Linked DNA regions of Macaca mulatta: region 2 is linked to region 1. The links are chromatin contacts, called in public Hi-C maps. All regions are on one chromosome and are shown on one strand. The core of a region is the stretch at or near the end of the contact, and the rest is flanking DNA. Distances in the headings are between cores, read along the strand shown. Region 1 has its middle 110 kb from the start of MAP3K7. Region 2 has its middle 110 kb from the start of BACH2.

Evidence for each region. A called contact is a pair of places that touch in the nucleus more often than the background predicts.
Region 2: a contact with region 1 is called in a Hi-C map of CD4 T cells, with 5 times the contacts expected there. The contact joins two enhancer-like sites. A contact is called at or near these places in 6 of 14 Hi-C or Micro-C datasets (CD4 T cells, blood, cortical neurons and 3 more).

Annotation. Positions count from the first base shown.
Region 1 is chr4:95,487,837-95,494,920 of T2T-MMU8v2.0, reverse strand. No RefSeq gene overlaps it. Among named protein-coding and RNA genes, the nearest start is that of MAP3K7, 110 kb to the right of the region's middle. Within about 2 kb of position 4,115, at least 28 of the 40 cell types and tissues checked have an H3K27ac peak or open chromatin away from gene starts, as enhancers often do. A contact at or near this core is called in CD4 T cells, where this site is marked.
Region 2 is chr4:95,571,727-95,578,052 of T2T-MMU8v2.0, reverse strand. No RefSeq gene overlaps it. Among named protein-coding and RNA genes, the nearest start is that of BACH2, 110 kb to the left of the region's middle. Within about 2 kb of position 3,517, at least 13 of the 40 cell types and tissues checked have an H3K27ac peak or open chromatin away from gene starts, as enhancers often do. A contact at or near this core is called in CD4 T cells, where this site is marked.

The DNA.
Region 1 (7,084 bases), core at 2,866-5,365:
GAGACCATCCTGGCTAACACAGTGAAACCCTGTCTCTACTAAAAAATACAAAAAAACTAGCCGGGCGAGGTGGCGGGCGCCTGTAGTCCCAGCTACTCTGGAGGCTGAGGCAGGAGAATGGTGTAAACCCGGGAGGCGGAGCTTGCAGTGAGCTGAGATCGCGCCACTGCACACCAGCCTGGGCGACAGAGCGAGACTCCGTCTCAAAAAAAAAAAAAAAAAAAAAAAAAAAAAAGAATTCTTCGAACACATCCCCTTGGCAAATGTGATTAATGATATTTAGATTTATTTACTTCTAGTTTTTTTTTTTTTTTTTTTTCCTGATGTGCTAAGGGTCTGTACTTGAGAATCATTAAAAGAATTAACAATTAAGTTTCTGCAGAACCTCCTCATCCCCACCCTCTGCCCAGCATAGGGAAAGCTCAGGTGGCTTGAAGGAGGTCAGAACCAAAGTTCAGAAATACAGAAAAGCTTAAAGGGATTTCCTGAGCTAGCCTGGGAACCTAAGTGCTGTCATTCACTGGGTTTGTGTGTAAATGTGTTTCAAATTTCAAACAGTAGCAATACACGTGGCATTTCAGAACATAACTGCCAGCAAGTTATATGCCGCCTGCTTGTGCACCAAGGTCCAAAAACTGCTTTTCTATGTTTCAGTTGAAAATGACTCAGGTGAATTACAGAACACCTTATGGTTGAAATCCCTTTTATATGTGGTCTTCTGGGTTTCAGAAGGGCTGTCCACATGCAGACCTTCTAAAGAGCCAACCACCAGTTTCCTGTGTCCCCAGCCTTGGGGCTTTTTGCCATCTCTCTGCTTTTCTTCTTTCCCTTTTAATCTCTCTGTTATTAAACAGTCCGAGGTGGGCTGGGGGTGGTGGCTCATGCCTGTAATCCCAGCACTTTGGGAGGCTGAGGTGGTTGGATCATTTGAGGCCAGGAGTTCAAGACCAGCCTGGCCAACAGGGCGAAACCCCATCTTTATTAAAAACACAAAAATTAGCTAGGCGTGCTGGCAGGTGCCTGTAATCCCAGCTACTCAGGAGGCTGAGGCAGGAGAATTGCTTGAAGCTGGGAGGCAGAGGTTGCAGTGAGCTGAGATCATGCCACTGCATGCCAGCCTGGGCGACAGAGCGAGACTCCATCTCAAAAAAAAAAAAAAAAGTAAACAGTGAGAAATGGAGTCCCCTTTGTCTGGAGGGGGAACGGCTGGCTGGGAGGAGGATGTCAATGGGAGGCTGAGGGGAGATAGCTGCAGAGACTGCAGCAGCCATGGAGGGCAGGACAGAGGTGGATGTGGGAGCACTAGTGGACAGGCCATGTGTACATGGAGGATACTCAAAAGGCAAGGACTGTCTGACACTTGCAAACCCGCACCACCTCCCCTCCTGCCTCTAGGGCACCAGGCTCTTGAAGAAATATATACTTACCCATGTTTGAAAGGTTGACAGGTCTTCTGAGAGTTTGAAGGGGTATTTTCTGTTGTTCAATTGTGAACACATTTGGTTGCAATTTTGAAGACTTTTCTTCTAGAACTTTTCATGTCCTTTTAGCTGAGAACACTCCTGAGCATGAAAGTCTCTGTGCTGCTGCCCTTTGGGTACGTTGGAAAAAAATAGACTGCTAATCCTACGCGCCTGCTTTCAATTCTGCCCACATGAGTTTGGTGCAGGAGGTTTGTTCCCTCTGAATATTTCTACGCAATCTTCAAAACCTGCATTTTTTTATACTAGCACATCTCTGCTGTCGGCATCTTAATGTACACACACATACACACACACACACACACACACACACACACACACACACACACACGTTGGGGCTCCATAGTCCTACCATTTGTGTTCTCAAAGGGAAGAGTTGGCGAGGGTGAGCTGGGATGACCACTAGATGACAGTATATAAAACACTTCTTAGATGCTCAGGTGAATGAAGTTTGAAAACTGCCCAGAGCTGCGATTCCCAAATTCTCATCTGTAAAATTTTTTAAAAAGAAAAAGAAGGCCGAGTGTGGTGGCTCATGCCTGTAATACCAGCACTTTGGGAGGCTGCAGTGAAAGAATTGCTTGAGTACAATTTGAGACCAGTCATAGTGAGACCCTATCTCTACAAAAAATAAAAAAATTAGCCAGGTGTGGTGGCACACACCTGTGGACCCAGCTTCTTGGGAGGCTGAGGTGGGAGCATTGATTGAGCCTGGAGGTTGAGGCTGCAGTGAGCCATGATCACACTGTGTGGGCAACAAAACAAGACTCTGGGCGTTCCAGCTTGGGCAACGAAATGAGACCCTGCCTTTAAAAAAGAAAACAGGAGAGAGCCATTGACTTGCCAAGTTTTTATTTTGCCAGGGGACATCATTAAGATATAAATCAACTTCCACTGCTCCCTAAGGGAAACATTTTAGTCATGAAGAAATAGAAAGGACAGAATCTCAAAACAAGCAATTATCTTGTAAACCCCAAATGTAGCTTTATGAAAAACTTACCACACTGTCCTTTTGTGCCCATTTTGATGCAGACCAGTGAAAGAATCATCATGAACAAGCATTTGGGAAATAAACCTAGAGGAAGATTTATAATTCCAGGTTGTGTTTCCATGAGTGAAATTAAGATAATTGATCTTGCGGTATGTTATTTTCAAAATGAATCTAAGAGCTAAGTAAAGTTTCAGTCCAGAGGCACAAAGAAGAAACAGGGATTGCCATTTGATAAAACTAACTGCTGTGGTCTGAATGTTCCCCAGATTCGTGTGTTGAAACTTAATCTCTACTGCATTGTCTTAAGAGGTGGGGCCTTTGGGAAGTGGTTAAGTTGTGAGGGCTCCACCCTCATGAAGAGTTTAGTGCCTTATAAAAGGGTTGGAAGGAGCCAGCTTAGACTCCTCTGTTGCTCTTCCACCACGTGACAACACCTAGATGGCCTCATCTATGAGGAAGGAATGAGCCTTCATCAGACACTGAACCTACCAGCACCTTGATCTTGGACTTCCCAACCTCCAGAACTGGGAGAAATAAATTCCTTTTCTTTATAAATTACCCAGTCTCAGGTATTTTGTTATAGCAGCGGAAATGGACTAGGACACTCACTAAGATGAGGCGAGCACACAGGAATCACTGCATATGTACTGGGTGTGTTGCTGAGCCACCTCCCTCTTCATCTGCGCCACCTCAGCCTTCTGTTTGTCAGGATCAAAACTGATGATTGCTAAGCCTCCTTGGCCCTAGGGATGGGGTCGTTGAGCTGAACCTCTCCTGAACCAGGCCTGTCGGAACTGCATTCAGGTTCCAGGCTGGTGGGGAGGGTCAGCTCACGCTCTCCCTCCTGCCATCTTGCTTGACCTCACCAAAGAATTCTGAACCAGAACACGGGTGTGCAACCTTCTGTGGCAGAGATGGGTGAAGTGAGATGCTATGCCCTGTTAAACGATGTGCTAAACACTAATATCGTGAGTCAAATTCTAACCTTCAATTAGAGAGCCCTGATTTCAAATTCTGGGGTTTGGGCAAGTCACTTCACCTTTCTAATATTCAGCCTTCTTGTTTGAAAATCAGGCCATTTGAACACCTACCTCTTAAAGCCATTGTGAGATTAAACCAGATAATCTACATAAAGTATATAATGTAGCACTTACTGTGTGTCCAATGTGCATTAACTAATATTAATAACATTGGTGCAGGGTGCTCCTTTCTAGAGGCAAGCAGGCTGGATCATCCTAAAAGATGCTTTGAGATGTGTGCTGAACATCATGTTTTGGAAGAAATTTGCTGCTAGTAAATCCCTACCTCTGAGTCTCTGATTTCCTTTTAACAGCGCGTACTCTACGGCTGGTCACAACGTGGAAGGAACTGGAGTGTTTGCAGCCTGAGGAGTTGCTTCTGTAGAGGAGATCTGAAGTGTCGCCTTCTGGATCCGAGAGGCCCTGCTTATTCATAAGGATGGAAATGACTTGGTATTTAAACGGTGGGGAGTCCAGTTAAGCTCTTCTCTCATTCACTATATTCAAGATCCCAGAGTAGGTATCTCCCCAGCAAAACTACACAGCCTCTCGTGAGGCTGGAGAGCACAGAGAAAACTCCAGATTACCAAATACACTGACAGCGACACCACACACTGGAGCTGTGCGATGACTCACCCTGCCCGGGTAAGAAAACTCTCCCGTCACTGCTGAGAGCAGGCAACGTTAAGGGGTCCTTGGAAGGCTGTGCTTGTACTGCCACCTAGTGGTTAAAAAAAGTAAGGCCCGCTCTGGGAAGGGTCCTGGATCCCATAGTCCGAGCTATGCAGTCAATCATTAAGTCAGCATCTTCCTCATGAAAATTTAATAAGATGAATATGTTATTGAAAACTTGGCATGCTAATTTCCTAATTTAATTTCATCATTCCCCCAACAAAGCACTGAAAAGTTTGTGAGAGTCAAAACAGAGTGAAGAGCACCAGCCTAGGGGTTCAAAGTCTCCTTTGAGTGACAACTCCCAGTGTAACTTGGAGGAAGTGGCTTAAACCTTCTGTTTTCTCTAGGAAAAAAATGGAAGTTAATTCCCCAAGTGTACCTCTCAGTAAATGGTTGTGAGGTTGAAATGTGGAGACACTTGTTCTCCTCTTTCTAGCATGCTGCTTCCCTGGCCCCATGTTCTCTGGCTTCTAAGCACACGTTCTTTGCATTTCTTTTTAATTTCTGAATTTGAGCGAAATAGTCTCTGTCTCTGGAGACCCTTTGGTTTCAGAACGTGGGTTTGTTCCCGTGAATCAACTGCTCCAGGAATATCAAACAGTGCTTACATGGGCCCGTTCTCTGTGGGTGCTTTTCTCCTTGACATAGCAACAGTTACACCAGCTCTGCCCCCAAATGTGCCAAGCTCTTGATACACAAAATTTGGGTGTTGTGTTGAAGTGATAGGTTCAAGATCCTAAGGGTCAATAGTCTGTAAACCTACTGTTAGAGAATTTTAAACTTCTCTAGTGTGGTGTGTGAGCGCAAAGGGGCATAGGACGGGAACTCTGAAGACCTTGGTCTACTCTCCAGTGCCCTTTGATTCTGGGCTCCTCACTTAACATCAGCACCCTCATCTGTAAAATGGGACTATATAATAAGAACTTCTCAGGATCGTTAAGGCGATCCAGTGAGGTAATGTTTGAGACAGTTATGTGTAAAACAGAGAGGCCCATACTGGTGTTAGTTACTGTCTTTATGATTGTTCCCTCATTTGGCACCTCTTCTATAGCAATTACGGTACTGGATTTGGGGTAACCACCATTACCTCAGGTTTACCAGGTGTATGCGTTTCCCCCCGCAAGATTTACTGTATTTAAACAATTGATGGATCCACCTACTATCATTATTTGAAGATGATGTAGTCACAGCCTATGTGGTTTTGTGAGCCAGCAAAGAATAGTTTAATGGTTCAATTAGCTCCTTGAGGAGATACATGGTGGTTGAGATATGCCAAATAAGCAGCATGCAACCTCTGTGGGGAGAAAAGAAGTCAGCCGACTTCTTGTGAAGACACAGCTTCCTGCAGAGCCAGATGTAGCTCGCATTTTCCTCTTGCTTGTTCCCAATAGCAGTGCTCAGGGGGGATAAACTTTACTTAACCTAATTAATTTTAATCACAGCTTTCAAATCTCATACTGTGAAAAGAATTACAAATTGGAATACATTAATAGAAGCCATAGTTTATGCTGCAAGCTAATCATGAAATGTGCATTTACATTTTCTGCATGAGTTTGCAATTACCATTAAAATAAAATTCCGTTATGTCCTTTTAAATTACCAAAATGTGAAGAGCAGATTGAGCCAGGCCCATTTTTGTGCTACATTACTAGACGAGTGTCTAAATTCCCAAGAATTAGACGACTTCCTCCCTTTGAGTTGCAGTGAGGAATGATTTCCAGTTGTCTGCCTTGGGCAATTTCCGTTTTTAAATAATAATCTTTTAAACTGATTGTGCAAACATCTCATCCACTTTAACAAGAAGCCCTTTAAATGTAGTACAGAGAAGAAATTTTATGTATATATAAAAATTACGTGTGTATACATACATATATCTACATATGAATGATATATGCATGTAAGTTTTCATTTAAGTTCCATGTAAACTTTTATGGAGGTATACATGGAAGTAAATGCCAGCTGGTTCCCCAGAGAATCTGAGGCATTTAGAGGAAACACAGAAGGTATAAAAATAAAGCTTTAATAAAGAGTTAGTGCCCAAATTAGAATAGAATGGCAAGACGTCTGCAAAGTCAGCATGGCTTTTACTTGTGGAGGACGTGGCCATTTTGCCCCTCTTTCACATGTATCATGTTGCTCGGTCCTCACAGCAGTGATCCTGAGGTGGGCAGCACAGGTGTGATTTGATTGTCCCCATTTTACAGATGATGAGACTGAGAGCACATCAGTGAGGAGCAGTGTGGGTCTTTCAACTCCAGGCGGAGACTCTTTTGGCAGGGAGACTCCCTCCATCTAGAAAAACAATTTTTAAACTATCACAACTCAGTAAGGAGGGACAAGTAGGCATAAGCAGTGACTGACCACCTGCTAACATCATCCTGATACCTAAATAAAAGTGATGTAAAACACCATGGGGTGAATGCACCTTCATAATAAGTTATGCAACTTTGGCTGATTTGTTTGGCCAGCTAGCTGGACTTACGCAGACTTTGGATTTTCAGAAATCTTCTATGTATAATTATGCCTGAGAATGTTCCTAGCGTACTGCTGACTGGTTATTAGGCATGTGCAGAAATAGTACCCCACAACAACAGTGTAAGGAGGGGTAGGTAGTATCTTTTCCTCACTCATGGAATGAGGGCCTTTGTACCTACTTCAGAGGAAGGTTAGATAATTCTTTCATGGCCTGCTTCAGGGCAGAATGGCAGGAGAAGGTCAGAGAGACCTTCCTGCTTCTGTTTTCTAAAATGCTGAGGTGCTATGTATTGTGGTAGCATGTCCTGAGCTTCATCTTCATCAACAGCCACCACCACCACAACAATAGTAGTAAATAGCAGCTACCAAGTGTTGATTGCTTACTGTGTTCTAGACACCTTGTCATGTGATAGTCTTTTCCATTTAGTTCTTTGTTGATATGG
Region 2 (6,326 bases), core at 2,268-4,767, 84 kb before region 1:
TGTGTGTTTCTGAGGTTTGATGTATGAATGATCCCATCACCCAGGTAGTGAGTATATACCTGATAGGTTGTTTTTCAACACGGATCTCCCTCTCTACCTCCCACCTCTGGTAGTCCTGAGCGTCCATTGTTCCCATTTTTATGTATAGGAGGCAAATTTTATGTTTTTTTCTCTCATCATAACAAGACATCAAGTTGTTTGGCAATGTACTAGGTTTTTCTACTGATTATAAAGTTGCTACATGTATGTTCTTTGGATTGCAATTTATTATCTGTAAGTAGTATAACAGTAAATACAGAGAATAATTTTTAAAACTAACAATTCCACCTCTCTTACATATGAAGTATTTACATTTTCGATGTTCTTCCAGTCTTTATCCATATGGATGTTTACTCTTTATGTAGATTCTTGCGTTTTGTTTTTTTATTTGATGTTATTTTACATGCATTTTAATGTTACCTCATGGTAGCCATAATTATAATTTTAATGGTTGCAAAAGATTTCATTAAATATATGTCTTTTAATTTACTTAGTCAATTATCTATAGAGGCATTGAAAGTTTTTTACCATCAAGTTTTTAAAAACCACTATAAATAATATCATCATAGTTATAAAAACAGATCTCTTTCTCCACTTGAATCTCAGTATTTCCTCTGAATAAATTCCCAAGAGTTGGATTATGATTTCTGATGTGCATGGCTAATTGTTTTCCCAAAAGATTATGTTATTTTGCTCTACCAAGAGCAGTGGATGAGACTTCTCTTGCTTATCCTCTCAACAGCATTTGATACTGCTGACCACGCCTGCCTTCTACAAATACTCTCTTCTCCAGGGTCTCTAGGTGCCTTTCTATTCTAGTTTTTCATCTACCTCTCCGGCTATTCTTCTTTGATCTTTGTCATCGCCTCTGCTTCTATCTTTTTCTTCAATGTTTGTGTCCATCAGGGCTCAGACCTGGGCTATTTTTTAGCGTCCCTTTGGAATATCTCATTCCTTCTACAGCGGGTTTAATTACTGTATCACTGGTCACGTGATATCCCCTGCACATCAGACATATATCTCCAAATGCCAAGTGGGCATGCTGGTCTCCCTGTCTCCAGTCTTGTTCCCTCAAAACCATTCTTCATAATCCAGGCAGAGTGGTCTCCCAACACATAAGTTGGAGCATAAAATTGAGATTTGAGATAAGAATTCCAAGACCCTTTATGGGATCTGCCTGTCCCCCTTGTGGCTCTGTGTCCCACTCTACTCTCCTGCCCTTTCCTTGTGTGTGTCCTCACTTCATCTTACCTGTCTTCCTATCCACACTCTTCTTCCAGCTCTTTGTCTGACTGACTCCTACTCATCCTTCAGGTCTCAGAGAGGCCTTTCCCGAGCACTAGGCAAGTTAGCTTTCCTTGTTAATGTTCTCCAGGTCCCTTATCCAATAATACCATTTGCTACACTTGAAGCCTATTCCTGGGTGCATCAATTTCCCAGCACCTCTGGCTTCCCTGTGCATAGGCCAAGCGTTATCCTAAGTCCAGCTGACATACTTAGTAGCAGGTGTTTGCAGAGGCTGTGGATGTGCACAGGAGCAGTGAGCACTGAGGGCATGTGGACGAGGCACTGATGCGGTCTATTCCTTCCACTGCCTAAATGCACTCACGTGCCCTGTTAGATTCACGCTGACCCATCCCTGATTCTGCAAGAAGGTGGTGGTGGCTTACCCCACTCTCACTTAGTTTTCCTCTCAGTTTCTTAAAAGGAAAACTTTACAGGAGGAGTGCTTGTGGTCTGGTGGGACAAGCTACCATTCTTGATGTTGCCCTGAGGCCATGGCTAATATTCGTCTTCCCAGAAGGCAGCTTTGCTGGTCTAGGTTGCTTGCCTGGTGGAATAATCCAGAAATTTACCTCTGAGGATCTGAACTTTTGGTTGCCATGTTTTTGTCAGGCTCTGATTGCCTCTGGTGATTGTGCCTGAAGTTTAAGGAGTATGAAGCATGAATTCCCTCACTCAGTCAGTGGGAATAATGATGAAAGGCCCCACACTTCCCATCTGTTCAAAGTGTCGAAAGTATACTGTGAATCTGGAAAGATGACTGGGCCTTTTGAGGGTTTTTCGGACACTCTCGAGCTGGCAGTCTCCAGCTTGTGCAGCGTCTAAAAAGTACAATGGATCCTGCAGGTATAGGCATTTGTTGCACTCCCCTGCCATAGAGTGGGTCCCTGGGTCTGAAGCAATGGTATGAGTGATGTGAAGTCAGATGCTCTGAGAGCACCAGATGGTGGGCCCGGCCCAGGCATGGTGGGCAGGGAACGTAAAACCCAGGCCAGAACATATCAGTCTCAATAAGGACAAACTACTGCCCCAGCTCTTGTCCTAGGTGGAAGGGATCTGATATAATCAACTTGCACCAGGTGTCTGTTTGGTCTCCTCCAGGCAGAGTATCTTACCCAGCCCTGGGGTTTGTTTCTGCTGCTGAGAGATCAGACAGCAACAGTAGTAGCAGCTGGATCAACCTCGGTGTTTGATCTTTCCTCCTCCCTCCTGCTAATTGCTTTGTCTACCTTATTTTAGATACCTGACTCTAAACAGGCAGAGACATATTTGTTAATGAGACGTTGCTAATGATCTTTTTGCACAAACTAGGTGCTCTTATCTCCTGCTGCCTCTTCAAAGAGTAATTTTCCCAGAGGTGTTTGTGATCCGAGCTCAACAGATCATATTGTACTTCAAATAGGCTGCAACAGAAAACTTGGATCAAAGTAAAACTAAAACTACAATTTTGAAGGGAAGAGGTGGGAGATTCCGCTCTGGAAGAATCAGCTGACAGGAACCTAGGAGGGAGAGGAAGCTGACCCAAGGACCTAATTCTATTTAGTTACTAATCTGCTGTAAGCAATTACCTTTGAAGATCCAATTTTGCAAAAGATCAATGAGCACCTCTGAATTTCTCTCCTGTAGTAGTTGTGTAATAATCTGAAGCTCATAAGCCCAGGGACATATCTTATTTTCCCCCATATTCCCAATGACTGAGCCAGTGCCCTGCTCAAAGTCCTGAATAAATATGTATTTGTTGAGTGGACAAATAAACAAACAAATGGATGAAGTCTCGTAGATAGAGGGTGCTTTGTAGGAATCATTTGAATAGCAAGAGTCTCCAACCCGTGTAACACAGGACCTGATTTGCAGAACCTTGTTTAGACATAGCATTTCAAGAACACGTTTTCTGAACCATAAAGGGAAGTAGGGCTCTAGATGAATAATGCCTTTTCACAGTGTCTGAGTCACCTCACACCACTCGCCCTCTGATATCACCCTCATCTGATAACGGCCCTTGGCAGATCTGCCCTTTTGCAGGGGATTCCCCAAGGCTCTCACCTCTTGCCTGCCCGTGTGTGTGCGACTGCAGCAGGCACAGGGTTGCCAGGCACCAGAATATAAGCACAGAGCTGGATTAAATGGGAGGAATGAGAGGGCAAGTTTATGGCAGTGAAACTTCCTGACAGTATGCATTTATGGGAATATCATACACATTTCACCTTATTATGGTATTTTTTATGCTGACAGGAAGACAAACCTGGGCAATAATGGAAAAGCTGACTATCAAGGTAGTGTTGAAAAGGAAAGAGTTTGTTTCAATGAGACATTCTCATTATAGATGTTGGCTTAGTCCAAGCTTCTGCCTCCTCTCCCATCACAAAGGTTGTCTTCTTCTAATATATTGTGGAGGAGGGGGGTTTGTATCTGTGCAAACTGCACTGCCTCTCTCATGCTCTTGCTTCTACAAACACCCCCCTCCAAACAAGGAGACCACGGGGTGTGACAAGTGGTGCTCATCACAGCCTCTAAGCTTTGACATAACAGGATTGTCTTTCTTTTAAGTTAGATAGGGATATTGAGCTAGAGCTTTGTTCCTCAAGAATCTCTCTATTGAATAGAGCAAAAGCAGTAGCGGCCCAACAGAAGTTCATTTTGAAAATTGCTAAATTAAAGGTAAGTAAAACTCAGCGTATTAAATGCCCTCTAAAAATACGTGAAGGTACTCAAAGGCCTTGGCATCTGGAAAGTTCCCTGCAGGGTGTCCACCTGCACTCCAGTGCTAGCTCTGGGAAGCTGTATGAGCCTGGTAAGTCTTGTGCTTCCTGGGCCTTGGTCTCCTCCTCTATTAAATATGTGATTTGGACCTTCCTTCCTTCCTGCCTGCCTTCCTGCCTTCCTACCTTCCTTCTTTCTCTCCTCTCTATCTCTCAGTATAGAAACCCTTTCTTTAGATGAGATCTCTTAAGAAAGAAAAACTCATATATATAAGAATATAAGAATATTAAGCATGAATCTTCTCTGGTTAAGTGAAGCAGGAAAGAGGTCAGAGGTGTATGTTTCCAGCAGCTCCTGAATCTCAGGAACCTCTAGGCTCCAGCTGGAAAAGCCCTGTAGCTGTGTTATTTCATGATCTGCAAACTCTCCATGAGAGCTGCTTTCCTAGTCTTACCAGCCAAAGAAGAGGCGGACTTTTCTAGCAAGGAGGACAAAGAGTTCGGGAATATCCATTTCAGCCAGTTTTCAAAATTATCTTGTATCATTATGAGAAACACAAACTTGGGTCTGAATCCCTATCCTTTAAAGGACTCCTACAGACTTGGCTTGGGGTTCCCAACTGCAGAGAAAATAAATCCTCAATCATTTACCTTCATGACATAGCTGACCCAATGATCAACAGTATTTCTCTGTATAATGCTCTTTCTGACAAGCTCTCCAAACAAAAGAAAAGAGAAAGAGAAATGGCCACAGGAGGGAAGACTTTCTTCTACGGCATTTAAGACCGTCAGGCCCAGATGCGAGGCACCGCCTTTCCACCTTATGCCTCATTAATGGAAATAACGCAAAAGCTCAGATCTAAGGCAGAGCTTCCCACCTATGAACCTGCATCTCGGTCTTCACCTTCCAGGAACCAGACAGTGTCTTCTGGGCTGATTACTTCCAGTTTACCTCATTATGATGTCCAAATATTATAGCTCCCCTCTCCCTTGTGATGAGCATGGAAAATATCGGTAGTTCCAAATCCCAATTGTTTCACCTTAGAAAACAAATCTGGGAATCCCTCTACCACCAAGCATAGTATCTGGATACAACAGGCACTCAATAAATATTTGCTCAGCCAACGCAAGGATAAGCGAATGAAATTCCTCATCCCTGTATTTATTTCTGAAGACCTGCTGGTGAAAATCTGGCTCTAAACATCTTTCAGATTTATTCCATTGAGGTATGAAAAAGGAAAAAAAAAATGACGACGCAAATGAAGTCAGGAGCTGGCACAGAAAGTGCAATCGGATTCTGCTTCCCCTGTAATTAAGTGTGTCCAATGCCGCTGACTTAGGCGATGACAGTGTGCAGCTTGCCTGCCCGCCCTGGGTGCATGGGAGGGCGGGCAGCCCTCAGGATGCCACTGCACAACACGCTTGCCACCTTATCAAGATTTCCACAGCCACAGGAAGATTTCTCACCCCACCATGCCCCCGTGGGCTGCCCTGTGTTGTCATCTCCCTTCCTGGCTAGAGACACGCTGGCTGTCCCCTCTTCTGCTCCCTGGAGACGAACATCCTTCCTGGGCCTCCCTTGGTGTTTTGACAGCCGCTCCATGTCCCCACTGCTCAGGGAGGGAGAGCCACTAGGAGGCCCTCTATGGAATATTACCTCCTGTCCAGGGTAGCATGGGCTCGATCGCACCTGATCATTTCTGATGGCTGTCACTGGGCCAAGAGCACAGCGAAGTCAAGAAAGAAATGGCCTCATTAGTGAGAGTGCAGAGCTCTGGGTAGGCAGCAGTGGCGTGGAGGACCTGCTTTTGTGGAGGCTGTGACGAGAGGGGAAGGAGTGGTGTCTTTATATTGAGATATTTTGAGATTCCTGCTTTCTCCTCTCACTTCAACTGACCGTATAGGTTCTGCAGGTTCCAGAAGATTCTAGAACTTGCACAGGATCGAACCTATAGCTTCTCATGGAACAAACACAGAATCAAGAAAATCTGGTGGAAGTCACCTGGTTTAACTCCTTTGAGCTCTAGACCAGAAATTAAATAGTGCTTAATATGTTACTTTAAAGAAGCCTAGTTCTAACTTTTCCTCAGCTTGCTCCCTCTTTTTGCCTAGGATAGGAAGGGTGGGTGCAATGGCCAGCTCCCTGTAGGTCTGCCTCTTGGAGCCCTAAGTTTCCCGCCACTTCTCTGCACTACAGGCTTTGCCCAGGGTGGGATCCTCAGCTCAGGGAGGATTGTTTGTCCTCCTCTTGATACTGGTGCCTGCTGCCCAGCCACACACCCTCAGATTCATTTTTAAAGAAAC